Regions from separate parts of the Gossypium hirsutum genome. Here region 2 is linked to region 1. Evidence: chromatin contacts called from public Hi-C data. All regions are on one chromosome and are shown on one strand. Each heading gives the region's core, a stretch centred on a gene start, on an enhancer-like site or on the middle of the called end of the contact. The rest is flanking DNA. Distances are from core to core; before and after follow the strand shown. Region 1 holds the start of LOC107950738 (structure-specific endonuclease subunit slx1). Region 2 holds the start of LOC107950778 (E3 ubiquitin-protein ligase ATL4).

What was found. Hi-C and Micro-C count contacts between places; a contact is called where the count stands out from the background.
Region 2: a contact with region 1 is called in a Hi-C map of leaf, with 3 times the contacts expected there. The contact joins the promoter of LOC107950778 here to the promoter of LOC107950738 in region 1. A contact is called at or near these places in 10 of 34 Hi-C or Micro-C datasets (anther, fibers, hypocotyl and 2 more).

What each region holds. Positions count from the first base shown.
Region 1 is chrA08:8,536,262-8,543,509 of Gossypium_hirsutum_v2.1, forward strand. It overlaps LOC107950738 (structure-specific endonuclease subunit slx1), which reads right to left and starts at 1,975. Exons shown (of 3, transcript XM_016885686.2): 1 at 1,563-1,975; 2 at 1,235-1,341; 3 at 720-1,080. The coding sequence starts at 1,780. The coding sequence ends at 899.
Region 2 is chrA08:8,668,507-8,674,926 of Gossypium_hirsutum_v2.1, forward strand. LOC107950778 (E3 ubiquitin-protein ligase ATL4) reads right to left here and starts at 5,091. Exons shown (of 1, transcript XM_041075800.1): 1 at 3,432-5,091. The coding sequence starts at 4,803. The coding sequence ends at 3,778.

The sequences.
Region 1 (7,248 bases), core at 725-3,224:
CCAGCCTGTTTCGATGTACTGTTTTAAATTTATCGATTTTTTAAAAATATTTAATATGTAAAATATTTAACATATCAAATGAATTTGATTAAATAATTTCAAATATAAAAATATTAATTAATTATATAAAATACTCATCAATAAACTTCACAAAAAAAAAACCATCTCACTCATTAAACAACAAATCATCCATAACATTATTTAAAAAACTCTACACTAAATATATAAAATGAAAGTTTAACAAAAACATATATAAAATGTTGTGTTTGTGAAGCATTTAGAAGTTGTCTTTTTTCTTTTCTGTTATATAAATTCTTTACTTTTTATTATTCATTAATTTTCTACTTACAATTTTAAAGTTCCTCCTTTACCTTGTTTAAATTTTAAATTTGATTAATAAAAAATATTAAAGTTGGTTAAATAATAATAATTTTATCTATTTTTAAGCATTCTTCATGCACCGTCCAATATGCAATGTCCCGGCCGGTGCAACCTAAATTGGTTGGAACAAGCTGGTGCGGTACATACTGGAATTTACACCAGTACAAAAAAGAGAAATAATTGTTCCAATTTATTATTGGAACGGTGCACACCGACCGGTGCAACAGGAACCGGTACAGAATGGACTATATTGCTTCAAAAAACATGCTTTTTGTATCAAACAATGTTACGTTATCTACACAGAATCAAGGTAAAGTAAGAAAAACAAGAAATGGGACTATTCAAATCATCATCAATAATGATTTAAGGCTTTCCCTTTGGCCAGTTATTACAAATGGTTGTAGCATTTATAACAATTAGTATTACATATTCAATGATTTTCTATCTTTTGATGAACACCTCTTCGTACAATATTTTGAAGACAATGAAAATTATCAAGAATTGGAGGTATTATGAATTAGGAAGTACTCATTTGCCATTCAACTTCTAAGTGACTGCAATCCAACATACCTTTAACCTTGTTCAAAGCTGTTTGCCTGTGTTGTAATAACGTTAGGGAGCAATCATCAGCTTCCTTATTCTTCTTTTTGCGAGGCAGTTTTCTTGAGACCATTTTCCATTTGAATTCAAACTCACAAGCTAAAATAAAATAAGGAAACGTCAACAGGTATGCTTAGCTATGTTAAGATCATATTCATAGCAGAAATTTTGTATTTAATCTAATTGAACACATCCATCATGTTAGCAAATTTCATGCTAATAAATACATGAATGTAGAAGAAAGTGAAAATACCTTCACTTTGGTCATGGAAACCCCGAACTACACAGGCGCAGACCCATGGCCTTCCAGCACGAGATGCTTTTGCGCCACCGCTAAGTTCACCATTATGTTGCTTCAAACTGCAATTATCAAAGCTCAATATTTTTAGTTATTTTGAATCATTTTCTTGTGTAAAGAAGAAAAAAAAAAAGAAGACGAAGCCAAATTCACAAAGCAGACATTTAAAGCAATTTCTACAAATTTATCAATTACTGCTCAAAAACAAGCAATCAAACCCAAAACAAGTGACACAAATAAGGATTTCAGTTTCAAATAGAAGATATATGAAAGAGGATGGTACCGGCGAGAGAAATTGTTGGTGACACCAACGTAGGTTTTAATGGGGGAATTGGTGGAAAGAATTAGGTAAACGCACCAGGCTTTTAGTTCTGATTTCGATTTTGCAACGGCACTCGATTCTGACGGCAACGATGGTTTTACGATATTGGGTTTAGGGTCTGGGATTGGGATTGGAATTGGGTGTTTCACAGATCGGAATGTTGATGTGAGCAGCCTCATCTCAACCTCAACTAATCATCCGATCCCAAGAGTTGTTGTATTTTGGGATTTTAATTCAACGGTAAAATTTTGCCCTTCTGGAATTCATTTTGAATTAAGGGCTGTGATTTTTCTGGCAAACCCATTACTGAAGTTACAATCAAACTCCAGGTTCAGTTAGTTTTAACATAGGCCCAAATGGATAAAATGGATTCCATTTTTAATTGTTTCGGCCATATACAGTTTATTATGAATTAACCATAGCCTGCCTAATTCAAGAAGCAATATCAGGAGATTTGAACCCATAACCTCAAGCTCAAGGTTTTGAGCCTTGCAAGCTATCAATTACTCTATTTCGCGATGAAAAGAAACTAAGCTAATGGACAAACAAAGATTGCATGCGCCCCTCTTCCATGTATGGACAAATAGAATAGCCTATTTATATGGAATGGTAAAGGGGCCCATCTATTTTCATCGATCATAGAAATAAATAAAAAAAAGGAAGGAATATTTTAATTCTTACCAACTTGATCTTGTTACCCCCGGCAACAAACATGCGTGAACCATTTCACGAAGTATGCGTCCGGATAGTCCAAACTCTCGATAGTTAGCTCTCGGTCTTCTAGTCGAAAAGCAACGTCGATGAAGATGTGTGGGTGCACTATTTCAAGGTGAGGATTGTAATTTTCCATGAATTTTTCATTTCTCACTCAATGAAGGAACTTTTCTTATTTCTTTTTTTGAGGACCGAAGAATTAAGTGAAATTTTTGTTCCAATTTTTGCCTCTTCTCCCTATGAATCAAACTTTTCTTTGCCATAATGGTTCAGTTCCTATTATTATCAATGGTACAAGTTAGGTCCTAGATGTAGAAATAGAAAGGGGCATACCCCCCTCCTCCATCGAAACAGATGATATTATCGTAGATACAACACATAACATAAGTGCTGGAATTTGAATTAACCAAATTTACCCGATGTAGATGCAATCAAGAAAGCCACTTAAATATATAACCTACAAAAAAGTGAGTGCTAGTCCAACTAATCTTGCATGTACAATAGAAAGAGCCACTGGTTTATGATTCATATTAGAACATAATACTAAAAGTTTAACAAACTTTTAGTAAATTTGGGGTTCAAATTGAAATTTAACTGTCAATTGAATTTTAGCATAATTGATATTGACATTATTATTAATACGGGAAGGCATAAATTCGAGCGAACTAAAATGCATTTATGCTAAAGTTTCAACAATTATAACGACAATTTATGAACTGTTGAAATAATATTAAACAACATGAAATATCTTTCTCCAGGGACACCTAAGTTTGATGGACTGATTTAATATATAATGTATTCTAATTAATTAAGGAAAAGTATTTGTTAAGGTTTATGGTTTTCAAGATATGATATTAAGAGATCAATCATTCTGAATATCATCTCATCCCATCATTAGAATCTACCTATCTTTACCCATGCCATAATCAAATCATATAGAATTAGAAAGCCATCATATATAAATCATGAAACTTCACATGCATATCTTCATTGATTTTTCGCAAAAATTAAACAATTGTTATAATATCAATGAAGTCCTAAAAATATCATAAAAGTTAAGATTATGTAATACACATTTTTTTATAAAAGTAAATTATTGTCAGTACAAACGAAATTATGGGTTTTTAGAGTGAATATCTACTGCTGCTAAGTCAAAAAGCTGGGATTCGGTAAATTCCTTTAAAAAAAGGTTAGTGCTGTAATATATTCTTTCTTATCATTACTTGTCTTGTTTGCTTCTCTTCCCTTTTATTTATTTATTATTTGGTCTTCCTTCACTAACCCTGAGACTGCTTTTGTTTTGTCCTGGTTGATGAGCTCCAAAGGCTTTCAAACAAAAGAGAAAGGAAAAACCTATGCATGACTTGAAACAGTATACTTCTTTCAACTTCAACTGTGGTTATATTAATGCAATATTATGATTTTATTGAATTCATTGAATCTACTAAGCTAAAAGGGATGGAGCTCACTGTTATATTTCATCATTTCATTGCTTTTCTAATGCTGATAATTCATCAAATTTAAATCTCATGCATTGTGCAATCTAGTGCAAAAGAAACCTTACCTGAAAAGGTTATGCTATGATATGATCGTATCAATCAATCAAAAAAATTATAGGTATCATGTACTATTTTTCCACCCCCTAATCACATCACCTCCAATCTGTCAATAATTCGAAAACATAAGTAAGTCATTAGTGGTAGTTGGTAAGTAATTCATTATGGAGTAATTATGTAGTAAGTTTTTTTCTTTATGGATTAATTATATTTCTAATTGCATTATGGTGCATGCATGAAAACGATCAAAAGGCAAGCCAGCGATCAGATCTCTCGACAACTGTTATTAAAGAAGATTAGACTCCAACACGATATATAGAAAGATAAGCAACACCAAAACTAGTTTCGGGCATTATGAGACTTTGGTAGTATCAAATTAGTTTACTAGAATTTGTGGTCAAAGATGTCCGATAGCAATTAATCAAGGTGACCAATCTTTGGTAATAGATATTGTTTCTATGTAATTAAGGAAGATGGTGTCTTTCAATTTTTTGTTTTCTTGTGATAGTTTAATTGCAGTCCGTAACCTTGTCATGCTTATGTATTAACTACTCCGAAGTATCCTATATTAAAAAATATATATAGTTCCTAAGTCATTCGAGTAAAATAATATATATATATATATAGTTGCTATTTAATTAATTAGTTTGCAGTGAACAACTTAAAACTCCCAGGAAGCAGTTCAAAGTATTGTAAAATGCGACTTACTCTATTTGTTATATCACCAATGAAAACTCAAAAGAAAGACTAAAATATGTATTGATGACATAATAATTGTGTAGGTTTGAACGAGTAAGAAATTTATGGCCGAACTTAAAATGATCTGAAACAAACTGTGATTGAATATTCATTTTGTATACGTGTGTGTGTTCAAAGGGCTATTATGGCTAGATTTAAGTTCCTAGTATATTATTGTATGTATTTTTTTGAGAGACACATGTCATAGGGGGCTATTATGGGTTTGAACGAGTAAGAAACTTATGGCCGATTAAAAGAGAACGGGTCATTAGGGCTAGGTTTAAGTTGCTAGTATTATTATATGTATTTTTAATTTATTATATAATATACCCTATTTTGTTTAGTTAATTATGCATGCATGATACATTCTTGACCTTATCCAGATATTTGGCCGTCTTGAGTATGAGAGGGACACTTTCCTAACTATGGGAAACTATTACCTCTATTTCTATGTACATTATGTTTCTCTCCTTCTTGTTTCTTTTCGGTTCTTTTATCTACGCATGATACGTTTAGAAACCAACCATAAAGATCTTCCAAAAACTGCAATTTAGAACATTATTTTGTTTTGTCATGAAAGGAATGAGTCTGAATTTTGAAACGGGAGAAATGGTTATGAACTCAGAACATGTATTGTCAAATAGATATTAAATAAAAAATAAAATAAGAGGAGGAAAGGTCAAATTGTAAATTTCACCCTTTCACAAAAAATTAAGAAATTAATCTCTCTACTTTAATATGTCAATATTTGATACTCTTACGAAAACAAAATAAATTAATCTAATAGGGTAACACAATTAAATCTCTATGTTAAATTATTGATATGAAAATCAGTCGTTCAAGTTCTTGTATGTTTTACCAATAATTGGATAAACTTCACAATTTTCGTAAAGTGAGATAATTGGATTCTAATAAATTAAAATAGATTAATTAGTTTCTTAATTTTTATAAAATAGAACGACGAAAGTTTATGGCATTGTGGTGAGACAATTTGAGTGAGATGACTTCTCTTGCAGTTGTATTCTGATAAAGGGTTAAAGTATTCAAGAGGTTCCTATATTAGATCAAATTAGTCCATTTGTTATTAAACCAAATGAATATAATCTCTATATTATTAAAAAAAATTGATTGAGTCCAATTTGGAAAGAGTTAACATTTATTGTATAAAAAATATTTTCAAAAATATTTTTTTCAATACTAGTTCAATTTCAAACAAAAAATTTCATTTGTAAAATCATAAAAACTTTAAAAATATTAACTCTGTTAAATAATAAATAATTTTTTAAATAATAAATGTTAATTCTATTTCAATTTGGCTTTATATGATTTTTTTTAATAGTATATGAACTAAATTGATCCATTTAATAGTAGAGTAGCTGATTTAAAAGGATCTCTTAAATATATTTACTTCAAGATTATTACTCTCAATAATATTATTTTTAAAATTCAAACACGTACCTTCCTTAAATGTATAATCTATCTTTCCAATATATCTCACACTTATTTTTACATATTATGAAAATTAGACCTTGATAGCGAGAACCCAAATTGGTTGCTATATATATATATATATATAAAGGAAATGGGATCTCCAGTAGTGGAACAGTGGGTATGTGCCCAATTGCCATTGCGGGGCTTACTTTACAGAATGGGAGATTAGCTGTAGTTGCTTGCCTTGCCTGCCTTAAATCGCATCTAGGAATGAATCCTTGGCCCCTTTTTAGTCAAATTATGCCACCAAAAGTGCTTCACAGTGAACCATCACTTGTATTGTTTTCCATTTGAAGAAAAAAAATTAAAAATCTTACGAAAGTGAGAGAGTTAGTAGGGTTGTGAATGAGTGAATCTGAATGAATGTATTTCTGTCCATATTCGTTTCTTATTTTTATATTTATTTCTATTAATTTATTCTTTATTTATACAAAATTATATGTAGTTGTAGCCATTTATTTATATCAAACGAAACTTATTTATAAACATTTAAATGAATTTATTTGTGAAAATTTCTTAAACATGTCCATAAATTTACATCGATATATTTTTATTTTCATATATTTTTGTACAATTAATATTTTTAAATCATTAAAATATTAATTATATAAAAATATGGTCGATGTAAATGAATCTCTCCCCATAAATAAATAAGCACACAATTAATAATAATATATTATTATTAATTAAATAATAATCGAACAAGAAGCTAGCTTTATATGATTTATTGAACTAGCCTTAAATAAACATAAAAAAAAATTTGTAAATGAATATAAATAAAATCAACATGCCTTGTTCACGTTCGGTTCATTTAATAAACAAATCTTAAATCTTGTTTATATTTATTCATTTGATTTAATAAACGAACAAAAACTAAACTGTTCATTGAATCTTCTATTTATTTACGACTTAAAAAAATCATATATTAAATCTTTTTTTTTAATAATTTAATGGATTTACTCATCAGGAGAGATGAGATTAAGTATTAGGTACCAAATATTTTAATTAGGGACTAATCAAATGAGTTCACCATATAATTGTGGCATTTGCCAAACTCAGAGTATAAAATATGTGCTGCATTCTTTTAAAACTAGTGCACTTAAAAAAAGGAGTATAAAAAATAATGAATGTTGTGGAGTCCGACGATA
Region 2 (6,420 bases), core at 3,841-6,340, 140 kb after region 1:
AGGGAGCAAAAACATGCAGGTTTTGAGGTTGCAAGATTGAGGCCACAGCGTCGGGTGTTTGAAGTTACGACAAGCTTGAGTCAGAGAGTCACGTCGCGATGTGAAACCTCTCGAGGTTGCGACGAGCTATGGATGTCATAACGTAGAATTCCATGAAGTTGCGACAAGAAATTGTTTGGACTTTACAATTTGGACCCTAAATGACATTTGATCACCTTAGGAGCTTTCGTAAGCTCATTTTAAGCTTGAATAAGTGTTTGAGTCATATTTTAATTGTATTTTAGGCTTAATAACTTGAAAAAAAAATTAAATTGATTAGGAGTGATTATAGTTGCTTCGACAAATGTGACATATCGATACCTTGGCTTGACGATCGATCGAGTCAAGGGTATTACACGCCAAGTAACCTAATCTTTTCTTACCTTCTTGATAATCACGACAATTGCCATTAATTACTTCCCTAACTGACAAATAACCTTATAACAATCGCTTATGAATTTTATTTATCAATAGCTTTAAGAATGAAAGAGACCTAATTCTAATCAACAAACATACTATCATGGCCTATTTAAGTTAGATCGCATGGCCACACTACATAAATAATCATGCAATTGTCACAAATATTAGAAGTCAATCGATTGACTAATTATCTAATTGACAAAGCAACCATTCTAAGCTATTAAATGTTGGCCAACTATTTAACTAACTTGAACAGTTGTAATTAACTAGTAGACATGCAAATACTAAAGAGCAAATAAAGATTAGAAGCAATTCGATCTCACAAAATTCTAGAATCAAACTTCGAATAATATTTCAAATATAAAAAAATGGTTTAGAAACCCATAAAATGAAGAAAACAAAATAAAACTAAAAACGGCTAGGTCTAAGTCTCACTAATGTTAACCTAATCATGTCTATTTATAGGACTAAAACAATATAATGGAGAAAATACAAAAGTGTCTATAATTAAATAAAACATAGTTTTTTTTAGGTTTTTCAACTATTTTCGTGTCAAACTTTGAAGCCATTTTTGGATGTCTTCCTAATGTTTTGGGGCTTCATCTGTGAAATAACTTTACGTAGATCTTTCAATTCCCTACGAATCTATATATTATAGGCTCAAAACGAAGCTATGTAGATTAAGTTATGGCAAAAATATTAAAAAATTTAAAAAATATTCACTAATTCATTTCCATAATGAATGTTTTAATTCCTTGGTAATAGTATTTTATTTCAATAATTTTACCCAATAAAGAGATTAACTTATTATGAACAAATAAATACTTAACAATAAAATATGTCATACTCTTATTTTTCATTTTACACATATAACCTTTCAGCTATCAACTAGGTTTTATCAAACACTTTTAAATAAACAGTTAATAGAATCAATTGGTCAAACCAACCATTGCAATTAGTAATCAGCTATCAGTCAATTACCAAACAGGAACTAAATTTTAATGTAAAAATAATTGTCAAAATCATGAATTAAATTAGATAACAAAAATTATGTCTCAATATGAAATAATTATCAAATTCAAGTTTCAAATAGTACATTAACCATTTTTGTGCATTATTTTCAAACTTGATTTGCTTATGCTATGTTATCGCTTGTTTAAAAACTGACAAAGTCAACTAGTGATTGTGACACTCACTTCAGAGATATTTTTTTAATTTATTAAAGATGTGAGAGTGTGAAAATTAATAAAAAATAAATAAACACCACAATTTGAGTGAAAATGAAAAAAAAAAAGAAGGGAAAACTTCATACGCGAAGAGTGGTCATTTTTATGTAGACCAGTATTTTTTTTTTCAACAAATGGTTTAATTTGTTTCAAAAATATAAAAATATAATTTTATTATTTTAATATATTATCTATTTATAATTTTTAAAGAATTAAATTAATATTTTTTTATTATTTTTAGGGAGTAAAATTATAATTTTACTATATATTAAATTTTATAAATTATCAAAGGGTTAAAAAAAAAGACCGAAGCTCTTACTAGCTTCCTAGCTTTGACCCAATAACTTAGGTAAGAGTGTTAGACCTCAAAAATTATAAAATTACTATTTAATTTTTTTACAATTCATGAAATTATAGAATTAATATAATAATAAAATTATACTTTAATCTCTAAAAAATTATAATTTATTTTTAATTTTCTTAAAACAATTTTATGATTTTTTTTCCTATGAGGCAAGTTTGGCTCAATGAAGACAAAAAAAAAAAAGAAAAGAAAGAGAGGGTAATTTAGTATTGCTTTTGACAAGCGCTTTTAAAAAGTACAGTGGAAAAGTAAATTTGAGAAATATTTTTAAAAGGTTTGGTTTAAGATTTAAATGTTTAATATTGCTACCAAAAAATTATTTTTGAAAAATAAAATGTTCATTTTAGACATAGTGTTATAAAGTAACAAATATGTATTTAAATAATGTTTAAATTAGTTAATATTATGATATTTTAGTAAGAATATAAAAAAAATTATTATTAATATTTTAATAGATGAACTATAAATTTTAAATATTTTTAAACAATTAATATTAATTATTTATAAAAATTAATTCGAATATATAAACTAAGATTTAAATATTAAAATATAATCAATAAAAATTTAAATATATAATATTATATAATTAAAATAAATTTTAATAGAAAAGTAATTACATACTCAATATTAATATTATATAAAATACTTTATAAGGGTTAAAATTGTCATTTGTTCCTAAAAGTGTTTTTGTCAAAAAAAAAAAACTTTTGTTTTTTGGACACTTCACTTTAAAAGTTATCTGTTTAGTATTAATTATCGCTTTAAAAGCACTTTTTACTCTAAAATCACTTTTAAAAAACAACATTAAACGAATCCTCAGTTTAACCAATAATCCCATAAAAAAAGTTGTAAATTGGAAAGAGGTAAAAGTTATATAGAATGCAAGCAACTAATGTGTAAATATAAAACAAACACTCTAAAATAAAAGAAAAGGAGAATATTTATAATTAAAGTAAAAGAAGAATGCTTCCTAAACTAAACTATCTATCCCAATGATTTTCTCAGAAAGGGAAAAAAAGGTTGTAGATCCGGCCCATCTACCTGTACCCATGAACCAAACCGTTTTATTAGGTTTGGTAGGAAATAGATATTAATTTAACCGAAAACCAAGACGTCCTTGTTTGGTACCTGCCACTTATTGCACTACACCTTTGTTTTTACTACTATCAAATCTAACTCTTTTTTTTTTATTAAACCAAATTACCACTTTGCATCCACACCAAATCTATTAATACCACATTTTTAAAAAATTATATATAGAGTAAATTTGGATAAGTGATTAGGTTCACTGTAGTGCATTTAATTTATTTTTTATTATATGTTATAGTATTTAACATCATCGTTATTGTTATTTTTACAATAACACAATTAAACATATAGTCTATCTAAACTCAGATAATTTTATACTTTTTTTTTTTAATACCGTTAGATTTTTCCATTGGATCATTGAACCAAATTTAACGCACTAAACTACTTAAAAATCTAAAATGTAAATGCCTTTTTTTTATCTACAGCCGATAAATTAGTAAAAAAGAAAATCACCTGGACTAAAAAATTTTGCTATCTCCACTCCATTTCTGAACTTTTATTGCTCTCTCTGTTGTGTTGCGATTTTTCGATCCGTCGGGAACGGAGTGGAATGAGCAAAATATTTGAGTCAACTTATCAAAAAAGAAAAATGAAGAAAACGGCGCGGACATGTCCATACGACCTCGTTTTTTTTACCATTCATACCCCTGAGAACCAACGAAACATTTCGCTGATCTCCTCGCCGATGCGATTGGCCTCCACGTCGTAATCTGCGGTGATAACGCCGGCGATATCGCTTCGTCGACTGCTCCCGGTGAAGAGTCTACCTGAGCTACGAAATGACATCGCACGAGACGATAGCGAAGAAGAGAGCCTATCCACGTATTCCTTAAGCCAACTCCTTCCGGTGGCAACCTCGCCGGCTAGGCTCCCTTCCGAAGCTTCCTCAGCTCCTCCGACCACCTCTTCTTTATCGGAAACGTTTCTCTGATGAGTTTGATTCCTAGTCACCTCTGATTCTTCCTCGACGATATAATCAAAAGAGCCAATGGAATACGACCTTCTTTGCTCACCTGATTCGGAGCCTGGTTGCCGGAGACTTACAGAACCGATCTCGAGCCGGAAACTATCGCTTCCGCCACTTCCGATCGGTGTGGCTGCGTTAGAAGACTGAAGCAATGACTTCATGAGATCGGGCTCGGAAGCGAAGAGAGGAGAGCGGCATAGAGGACAAGTCTGATTTGAAGTAAGCCAAGTATCAATGCACTGGGCGTGAAATGCGTGACAACAGAGAGGGAGAAGCCTGAGCTGATCCTGCTGTTCAAATTTCGACAAACAAACGGCACAATCTCCGAGAACCGTTGAATCACCGTTGGAGCGGCGGCGAGTAATGGAAGAGAAAGTAAAAAGAGGAAGAGAATCAAGCAACAAAGCCGTCGGCGATTGTTCGGGACTGACACGGTGGCTGGCAGTGGAGGCGATAATAGTGGAGGTAGAGGAACGAGAGAGGTGACGCAAGCAACGGCGGTTGACATGACGCAAGAGGAGACAAAGAGAAACAGAAACAAGCAAGGTTATAGAAAGGATCAAAATGATTATTATAATACTAGGCTTTGCACTCTCAATTGAAGAAGAAGAAGAACGGGAGCTTTCACTGCTATTATTTTCCGAAGAGGCCACAGTTCCTCCAATAACTCCGTATAACAAAGGTGGCGGCGACGCCATTGATGGGTTCTTGGTCCTTACTGTATCACAAGTGGAGGAGGATGACGTGTAAGGAACAGAACTGTATTTGGGGGGGGTAAAGGAAGGAGAGATTGGCGTTGTTGGTTCAATTTTGGATGCAAATGAAATGCAGAGAAGTGAGGAGAGGGAAAGAGAGAAAGAGAGGTAGCATTTAATTAGAATAAACTGTCCAAAAAAAAAATGATGGAAAGGAGGAAGGAGGGGAAGTAAATGGGGTGTCGCAGATTTTAAAGACGCCTACCAGAGGCAACTTAACAAATTAAAGACGCTTCAACGAACAAACAGCTGGCCCATTCAATTTGTAAGTAGTACTACACCCGGACCTGGTCCTACTCACTTTCATTTACTACACAATTTTCGTTAACTCCTCTTGTTTCGTTGTGTGTTGGAATGCAGTAAAAATGTGCGAGAAAATTATCTCAGAATTGTACGAAATTATAATTTTATATTTTTTTATTTTTTTTAAAATAGAAAAATAATAAATTACGGTTTGAATGTAGAATTATAGTTTCATATGATATATTCTGTCTATATAATATGTTTATCTAATAATACGAGGATTTATGATCTGATCATTCTTGATCAGCGGTTAATTTAATTTAATTATATATTATTTAATTAATTGACTTTGATGATGGGAATTAAGTATTGTATTGATCTTCCTTCGAAAAAAGAGAAAAAGGGTTGCATTGATCTAAAGTAGACAGAGCACAAAAGAATTAGAGGAATAATAGATAGCTTCATAGCTAGACTAGCAAGCCGTTATTCCATAACATTATTATAAACGAAATAAATAAAAAGTATATACACATAGTCTTAGGTTGCAGTGGAGCAAGGTGTTTTGATCATGAATGTGAGAAAAAAGATAAAATAAATGTTGGTGTGAATGGTTTTAAGATATGGTCTAAATTATTACCTACTAATATTAAAAAGTCTAACCAAGATATATAGAGAGAGAGAGAGAGCTGATTTTAGTTCACCTACACATACAGGACCGGAGGCCGGGGGTTTTAATCTAACAAGTAACAACCAGTTTTGGCTAATGATATGTGTACACACACACACACAAAATGGTAAACAACAGTGTGTTCATGGTTTGGCATGTTCTACAATCTACTAATTGATCTTGTTAGATAAACCAATTTAAATTTCCCTTTTTTTTTCTTTACTGCTTCATCTCGTAATGTGGAGCAAAGTCAAGTTTCAATGCTTTTTTAGTTTTTTTTTTTTTATTAAGGTGAAAGGAAATAATAAGGAAAAGCCAAAGTAAATTCCATGCAATTTTTTTAAAAAAAAACCTTGTAGTTGACGAGTCAGAAAGGTTAGGCCCAGAGTCAAGATAAGGAAAGAGTAGATAAATTCATATATAGTTGGTGTTTTTGTTCAGTTGTTTTTGTAAAAGAAGGGAAATTACGACAAGAAAGAACAGCGGGGGAATTGAACAAGAATGATGTTTTTATATATAGGTTAGGACAGCAAAACACCCTGTATTTTAATTCGTCAGAATATTAACCTATCCCATTTAAAGCTTTGATGGTTAATATTTGACCACCAATGTTGAAAGTTTTAAAAACGGAAAAGCTTCAACTCATTTTA